2 separate regions of the Callithrix jacchus genome follow, and region 1 is linked to region 2. The links are chromatin contacts, called in public Hi-C maps. All regions are on one chromosome and are shown on one strand. The core of a region is the stretch at or near the end of the contact, and the rest is flanking DNA. Distances in the headings are between cores, read along the strand shown. Region 1 overlaps MAML2 (mastermind like transcriptional coactivator 2). Region 2 holds the start of MAML2 (mastermind like transcriptional coactivator 2).

The links. A called contact is a pair of places that touch in the nucleus more often than the background predicts.
Region 1: a Hi-C map of induced pluripotent stem cells shows a contact between it and region 2, with 1.9 times the contacts expected there. The contact joins the enhancer-like site here to the promoter of MAML2 in region 2. A contact is called at or near these places in 2 of 3 Hi-C or Micro-C datasets (induced pluripotent stem cells and skeletal muscle).

The regions. Positions count from the first base shown.
Region 1 is chr10:43,960,527-43,964,650 of calJac240_pri, forward strand. The region is part of intron 1 of MAML2 (mastermind like transcriptional coactivator 2); the gene reads left to right. Among named protein-coding and RNA genes, the nearest start is that of MAML2, 84 kb to the left of the region's middle. Within about 2 kb of position 2,870, at least 3 of the 16 cell types and tissues checked have an H3K27ac peak or open chromatin away from gene starts, as enhancers often do.
Region 2 is chr10:43,876,803-43,880,857 of calJac240_pri, forward strand. MAML2 (mastermind like transcriptional coactivator 2) reads left to right here and starts at 1,997. Exons shown (of 5, transcript XM_002754687.6): 1 at 1,997-3,795. The coding sequence starts at 3,283.

The DNA.
Region 1 (4,124 bases), core at 1,620-4,119, 85 kb after region 2:
CACTCCAGCCTGGGTAACAAGAGCAAAACTCCGTCTCAAAAAAAAAAAAGATGCTATGGTAGAAAGGGAAATACAGAGTTAAATAAAGATATCCAAATACCATTATACCATCACGGTTCATAATAAAATAAAATCATAGCAAGCAGAGATGGCAGCCTACTGGTTCTGAATGTATGTACCTGTCAACAGAAGAAAGCCACCTCCACGTTTCCAGAGTCGTGATGAAATCACATTTCAAATTGTTTCAACAGGTGCCATATGTCGAATGCCTCTTCCTATAAAAGAAACTGCTGAGTTGTTCTAAACAGTGCATGAAAATAGCAAGTGGGCTGAGTGAGCAATCACAGTGAGGTCCTGAGAGGTATAAAAACCCCCAGATTCAGATTCAGCCTTCCCCAGAGAGCAGGGTTACCTCCCACCATGCTTGAGGGACAGCACTTCCATAATTGGACTCTACTCACAGTCCCAGCCTGAAGTGTGACTAGTGAAACTAGTGACTGATGGAATTGAGCCCCTGCAGGGAGGCCAGAACAGGTATCATTTTCCTTCTCTTGCTCCCTGCCAGTGGTTACCCCTACACAGAATTTTTATTCCTACCTCTAGGCAGCACCTGCAGGTTAATAATGAACCTAGAATGTGAAGTGAAAATCAGCACCATGTGCAGTAAGCACTAGGTAATTACATTTCACTTGTTTAATTAAGTTTCACTTTCTGGTTGCCTTGAGGGAACTGTAGGAAAGAATTTTCGTTTTTTTTGTTTTTCCTGTTGCTTTTTTTTCTTTTTTCCCCTAGCTAGAAGCTGAGTAATTCCACACAGTGTTGAAATGGATATGCTGTGTTTGTGTTGGCTGAATTAAGCACCTATAATCATATATTTCCTCTCTTTTGTCTGTTTGTATCCCAATCTTAATATGTGGGATAGAAATTTTGTTTAGTGGAGATATGACTTTTCAATTGTCTTAGGGCTTATTTAAACCAGCTCATCTCCATTAGAACATGTTTCTGTATTTTAGTCCTCAGTTTGGCATGGACTCTACTATTGTTTTCCATTGTTTTCCTCAAATGCTGTGTATTTTCCCTGAAAGTCCAAGTAGCTGACAATTTTGCTACCTCTGCAAGGAAATCTGCTTTATTTTCTCCTAGATTTTATACATATATAAAACTATACATTAGGAACATACTCTTCCTCAGCAGGCTACATGGCCTTTTTCATTCACTCTCTTATAAATATCTGTAGACTTATTATGTGAAGTGATGTATGATTTACTCAGTGGGAGATTTACTTTTCAGTAAGGTTACGGTTGATTAAGTCTTGCAAATCTCTAAATTTATATACCTTTAATAATTCCATCTCAGAAGGGGCTCACTATTATCCACATTTCCATGTGTGATATTCACTGAGGCATGTCCCTGGAAACATACCTAACCATGTAAGAGTAAAAGCCCCTCATAGCACAGGAAGACTAAAATAAGTACATTCTGCCACTAAGCACCTAGGTCTTAATATGTCAGTTTGTATTTAGATTCTACCTTTGTGATCAGGGCAGTATTTGAAACTGAGACATAGTTAATTAGAAAGAGATGTAGTCAATTTCACTTTATCAGTGAAGCGCAGAATTGCACCATTATGCTGTTTTTCAAAGACTGCGGTCCTCACACAGACCAGCTTAGTACTGAGAGAGGAGGTAGAACGGGAAAAGTTCCCTTGACCCCCCTCGGAGGGTGTTTGATGGGGAACTGGCTTGCCTCTTCAGTGCCCTGCTTCTCAGACCTCTAGGCATATAGACAGGTAAGTTTTGGGGCTCCCATCCCATGGCAGTGTCTGGGGTGAATGTTTACAGCTCCTGAAGCCCCAGTTACAGGGTGCTCTTTTAGTTTAGCCATCTGAAGGCAGCTTGTGTTAACCAGCTCATTTACACCCTCTACCTTGTCACAAGGACAGGGGCCTTTCTGTATCCTGGGGTTCTTGCTTTGGTGTAGTGGAAGACTTGGATCACACGTGGGCTTAGAGAATGATTACAAGGTTTTATTGAGTGGAGTAGCTCTCAGCTGATGAGGGAACCAAAAGGGAGATGGTTTTTCCTGGGAGTTTGCCCGCTTGGTGGCCTGAGTGCTCCTCCGACTGCCCCAGCCAAACTCTGCATTGTTCTGCTGGCCCGTGGCCTGCTGGTGCCTGTTGGTGTGTTCCTCTGCCAATGTGCTCCTCTCCATGTCCAGCCTCTTCTGTGTCTGTCTTGCTAGGGTCTTGGGTTTTTATAGGCACAGGACGGGGGCGTGGCAGGCCAGGATGATCTTGGGAAATGCAACATTTGGGCAGGAAAACAAAAATGCCTGTCCTCACCTAGGTCGGTGAGGGTGGAGTCCTAGCCAGGGACCAATGCCTTTCTCTACACAGCACTTCTCTTCCCCACTTCCATATCATTTAAAGGGACCATGCTCTTCCCTTCCCAGCACTTCTGTATCAGAGAGACACAGTCTTCACCTGCTAAGCTATCTCTCACTGGTGGTTATGTTTCTTCTCTTTTGAACGGGACTTTTCTCTGTGCAGACTGCTGTACTGTTCAGTTACATCATTAGCCATATTCTTGTTATTCACTTGAAAGGTTACACAACTTGTAGGCGTAATTCAGGGGAAACTAACTCGTGTTTTTCCATCACATTTTCTGCCTCTACCAACTCTCCCCTCATCTTCCTAGCATTAAAGCCAGGAGAGAGAAGGCCGCTACTTTTCTGTCCATTTTCACAGGCTGAAATGCTTTGCATCGTGCCTGCTTGTGCTGGCAATTGCCTGGCCTCTTCTGTAGCTTGTCCTCTGTAGCTGTCTCTCCCACATTCCTAATGAAAGTCAGCTGGCACTATGTATTTGTGCACAAACAGTAAATAACATGGTTTAGTTATGTAACAATTAGAAATGCATTGATTTCTTTAGGTTAATGTTACAGCCTCGGTATTGGTAATACCTGACTACCTGCTAACTTTTGAAAGCCAGAGGGTCTTGCTCTTCAAACTCTTCTCACCGAATGTAGTGGGCTTATAGTAGAAGAAAGGCATATCTAGGGTATTAAACTAAATAAGTACCCTATGCAGAAATAAGATATGCTGTGTAGTAAATAGTTTTTAGAGTATTTGAAGCAATGATTTGTACTACTTTCAACGTTTTCATTTCAGGAGCATCTTAAGTAGTTTGGGGTCATGACACGTACTTCAGTACATGATTAGTACAATTTGTAATGCTTAATTTGTGGACCCTCCTTTATTAGATTAGAAGACATAACTTGAAACCAGTGTGATAAGAGTTGATGAGGCGAGATTCCAAGACGGGTAAAATAAAGCTAAGGAAAATGGAAATGCCTTGCCCAGTGTGACTAAGAGGGTCAGGAATAGAACCTAACAGAACACATTTTTGAGTGGGTGGCACAAAACAGGACATGTTAACAATCAGAAAGAGCTCAAGTCTAGCCATAAAACATATGTGTATACACTGTTGTGTATTGTGTTCAAATGAGTTATTTTTGCCTCAGTCTGTTCCGGTGCACATTCCTGACAGAGGAAGGTATTGGTTTGGAGATCATTTTTTCTCCAGCAGCGTGCAAGTCAAGAGTTTCCAGATAGTAAACTGAAGAGGGGCCTGACCCTTATAAAAAACGTACCAGTGACCCAATGGATGGGTTCCATACTTTGTAACTAATTTGGCAGTGGCTGACATCTTAGTTTGTGAGGGACTTTACAAAAGTTATGGACCTGTAACCTCTGCATTGGGGTAGGCTCCCCTAGTTAGGTTACTTGGGGATGAATAGTTGCTGAGGCAATTGTGGGCAAATGTAGAACAATAGCCCACATAAGAGACACTCCAGCACTCTATGCCACACTCAGCTTTTAGGACGTAAAGAGGTGATCTGGCTCTTATTTGAACTATAACTATAACCAATATTTATTTCAGAGGGATTTCTGTATATTTCCTTAATTTTCCCTCAAAAAATCCCCGAAAGGAGATCTGTCAATACACTAACATTGTAGATCTTTTATGAGGGCACAGACAGGCCCAGGGAGATTGCGACATGCACAAGGCTACACAAGTAATAAATAAGGATTGGGAAACATACATTCAGGTCTGTTGACTCCAA
Region 2 (4,055 bases), core at 747-3,246:
CGGTTTAAATATTACATGTCTCTTTTATGCTGAGTGTAAAATATCCATAATAGCAGAAAGCAGATATTGTCTGATGAAGACATTTTAAAACTAATCTTTTACAAATAAAATGTTTAACACTCTCCTCTTTAATAACACCTCATGACAGTTCTCCATTGAAATTCTTTTTTTCTAACAAATATATATTTCTGCTTTTCTCATGAGTAATGAGGAACTTAGGCTTGGAAGGAACAGACAGAGGTATGTTCCAATGGAAAGTTTAAAATTTATATTGCATCTGAGTTTATTTGTCTCCATTTCCAAGCTAACAGGATTGGTGAAAATAAAATGGACTAAAGTAAGCTAGCCTATAGGAACTAAATTGCAATAAATCCATTATTAAGATGTTTGCCTTGATTTTTGCCCATTTATTTATATCCATAGCTCATTTTAAAACAGGACCATATTAATGAAATGCCAGAGCTTGTTTAAACGATTGAAGGTTTATTGTTAGAGATCTCAAATCCAAATGACTTCCAAATTAGAATACCCAGAATATTTTTGGTCCTGACTCTCTCTTGCAGTATTGTGCTCACCTTAATATATTTTCAATAACTGATAATAACAAGCAGAATCCACAGTAAGGTTGGATTTGTTTTTACTTTTTTATTTTTTGAGACAGAGTCTTGCTCTGTCACCCAGGCTGGAGTGCAATAGTGTAATCTCAGCTCACTGCAATTTCTGCTTCTGGGGTTCAAACAATTCTCCTGCCTCAGCCTCCTGAGTAGCTGGGATTTTAGATGCATGCCACCACACCCAGCTAATTTTTGTATTTTTAGTAGAGATGGGGTTTCATCATGTTGGCCAGGCCAGTCTCGACCTCTTGACCTCAGGTGATCCACTCACCTCGGCCGATCCCTGAGGATCCCCAAAGTGCTGGGATTATAGGTATGAGCCACTGTGCCTGGCCAAGATTGAATATTTTAAAGATAGGATCTCTTGAAGAAGGAACAATGGTCTATGTGAGATCTATTTCATTTCTGTCATTGAACTTGAAACTCAAAGCCAGTTACATTAGTGGCAAGTACCTGTAGTTCCAGCTACTCAAGAGGCTCAAGTGGGAGGATCACTGGAGCCCAGGAGTTCAAGTCCAGCCTGGGCAACATAACAAACCCCATTAAAAAAAAGAAAGAAAAAACTTCTGGAAACTCAGCTGCTACACATTGACTTTTCTCATTGTACATGTGCACCAGATAGCTAAGGATACCTCGGGTCTTATATTTGGTTTGTCACAGGCAATCAGACATTGTCAAAAAAACCCTTTTTTTTCTAGAACTGGTATCGATAATTGTATTATCCTCATAAAATATTCTGTTTATCCCAACTGATTTCCTGTAATCACCCAGACTCACTTATCCAGAGACATGCAAACGGGCAGGCAGGTAGATGAACGCTACACCTGCCTGCCCTTTAGGAGCTAGCTAACAGTGTGATTTCCTCTCGTCTCCACCTGCAACCCCCTCGGCCCTCAACACACACATTCATATCCTCCTAATTCTGTCAATGAACATTTCCTCGGTTGCTCACACAGCTCGCGCTAGGGTGCTCCATAGTGTCATTTACATATATTGAAAAATGAAAATGATATCCTCAGGGGGGCGTAATGTAGGGTTGAAAGGGAAAACACATTCCTGGCCCGGAATTTCTTAAACGTTCAGAGCTGGTGAAATGGTTGTGTAGAGACTGGGGAATTTCCCCAGCCTTCCCCACTTAACCGAGTCTGAGGCTGAGCTGAGCAAGGAGAGGGGTTGAGATGAGCAGGCTTTGGGATTTACCTCTTCAGCCACTGGGAGGCCCTCTGCGTTCCCCTTTCCCCGGTGCCTGTCTGCGATTACTCACTCGCGCAGTGGCACCAGCCTTCCACCAGGGAGCCTCGAACGAGCTCTCCCGCCCTCTCCCCGCCCCCCCCCACCCCCATCTGCAGCTTGCTGGCTCTCTCTTTCTCCCTCTCTGTCTCACTCTCTCTCTTTCTCTCCCTCTCCTATCGGAGCACAATGAAAGCCTGTGTATCGCCGTGACTCCGGGCGGGAGCCAGTGTCAGCAAAGCGGCTAACAACAGACGAGAAAGAGAAAGGAAAATACAAGCTACTTTTTTTTCCATCTATAAAGCGGAGCAAATACGAGAGATAGAGCCACATTGCTTATTGCGAGTCCAGACCCTCAGATCCACTGGCCGGGGATGGAATGTACAAAAGTGGACAGAAAAGTGGCTGGACATGACTCGGTGCAATTTGCTGGAAGTTTGTAAGTTTGACCATCGTTTGTAAATTACTCTTGGAAGAGTTTGTGTCTCTTGATACTGTATTAGAATAGAGCCGGGGGTGAGGAATAGAAACGTAAGCGGGAAAGAAAAAAAATGTGTTGAAGGATCTCTCTCAGTGGCTAGCGACTTAAGATTGCTTTTCATTTAAGGCTAGGAAACCTTAGAGGGAGTGAGGATTTTACCGGTGATTGGATTAGCTGAAGAAAACAGCATGGTCCAAAAGTCCAATTACTGACATTGTGAACAGTTGAAAAGCTGCCTCCCTCTTTTGGGAGAAGACAACATCCTACAGTACCCCAAAGAGGAGAAAACACCGGAGCGAAAGGAAAGGGAAGAAAAATTAAAAGCCAAAAGACAGTCTCCCTTGATTTTTGCACATTTTGAACAGTGACTTAAAAATCTTCTGAAACATCACTGTTTTTTATTTTTTATTAAACCTGAGGAAAAGTCAAGGCTGCCGGTTACATAGGCATGGTAGAAATGTGTTTCTCTGCAGAAACAGCCACATAAAGAATTGTCCGAAACAACTAGCTGAGGGGGAGTCCTCTCTATTAATACCTCCCTCAGTTCCTTTTGCTGTGTGTTTCTGTTTCTTGCTGAACGATCCCTGAATTCTTGCTCTAACCCCCAGATCGTGTGTTTACACAGTACCTAGTGGCTCTTGTCAGCTTGGTGGGGGTAAAAATCCACCAACTCTGTCCAACTTCTCCAGAGCTGTCAAATGCAATTAGAGTAAGTTAATCAGGGTTTGTTTCCAACTTATCCTCCCCCTATTTGGTTTCTATTCTTTCTCCCCACCCTCTTTTTACTAACTCCCCTCCCCCACACCTCCACGGCTCCCCCACAACCTCTGAAGACCTCTATTCATGTGGCCCTGAACACTGAGCTCACATTGTCAAAAACAGACTTGCCTGCAATAGCCGGCAGTAGCCTCTTTCCACCTCACCATCCCAGAGGCAGCAATCATTGTGTCCAGTAAGATGGGGGACACAGCGCCCCCGCAGGCCCCCGCAGGAGGGCTAGGGGGGGCCTCTGGGGCGGGGCTCCTTGGAGGGGGCTCCGTCACCCCGAGAGTGCACAGTGCTATCGTGGAGCGCCTCAGGGCTCGAATCGCTGTCTGCCGCCAACACCACCTGAGCTGTGAAGGACGCTATGAACGAGGTAGGGCCGAGAGCTCAGACCGGGAAAGAGAGAGCACCTTGCAGCTCCTGAGCCTTGTACAGCATGGCCAGGGGGCAAGGAAGGCTGGCAAACACACCAAGGCCACTGCCACTGCTGCCACCACTACAGCCCCTCCACCGCCCTCTGCTGCCCCTCCTTCGGCCTCCCAAGCAGGAGCAACAGCAGCCCCACCGCCCCCACCAGACTATCACCATCACCACCAGCAGCACCTGCTGAACAGTAGCAATAATGGTGGCAGTAGTGGGATAAACGGAGAGCAGCAGCCACCCGCTTCAACCCCGGGGGACCAGAGGAACTCAGCCCTGATTGCGGTAAGCACCTGGCTTTCTGATGGTTCTGGCGGTGGTCCTGTGGCCTTTTGTGAGGGTAGAGGTTGCTTTGGCCTAAGGTACAGCGGATGGCAGTGAAAAAGGCCAAGATGTCACCTGACTCCCTCAAAGGCCATTGGGTTTGTTGTTTGGGTGGTTTCATGCGCCTTCTCTTCATGTTCTGTCGGTGCTCACACCTGGGTTTTCCTTCACTTGTAGGGTATTCCTTAACCGATAAGAAGCCTTAGTTTGCCTGAGGCTCT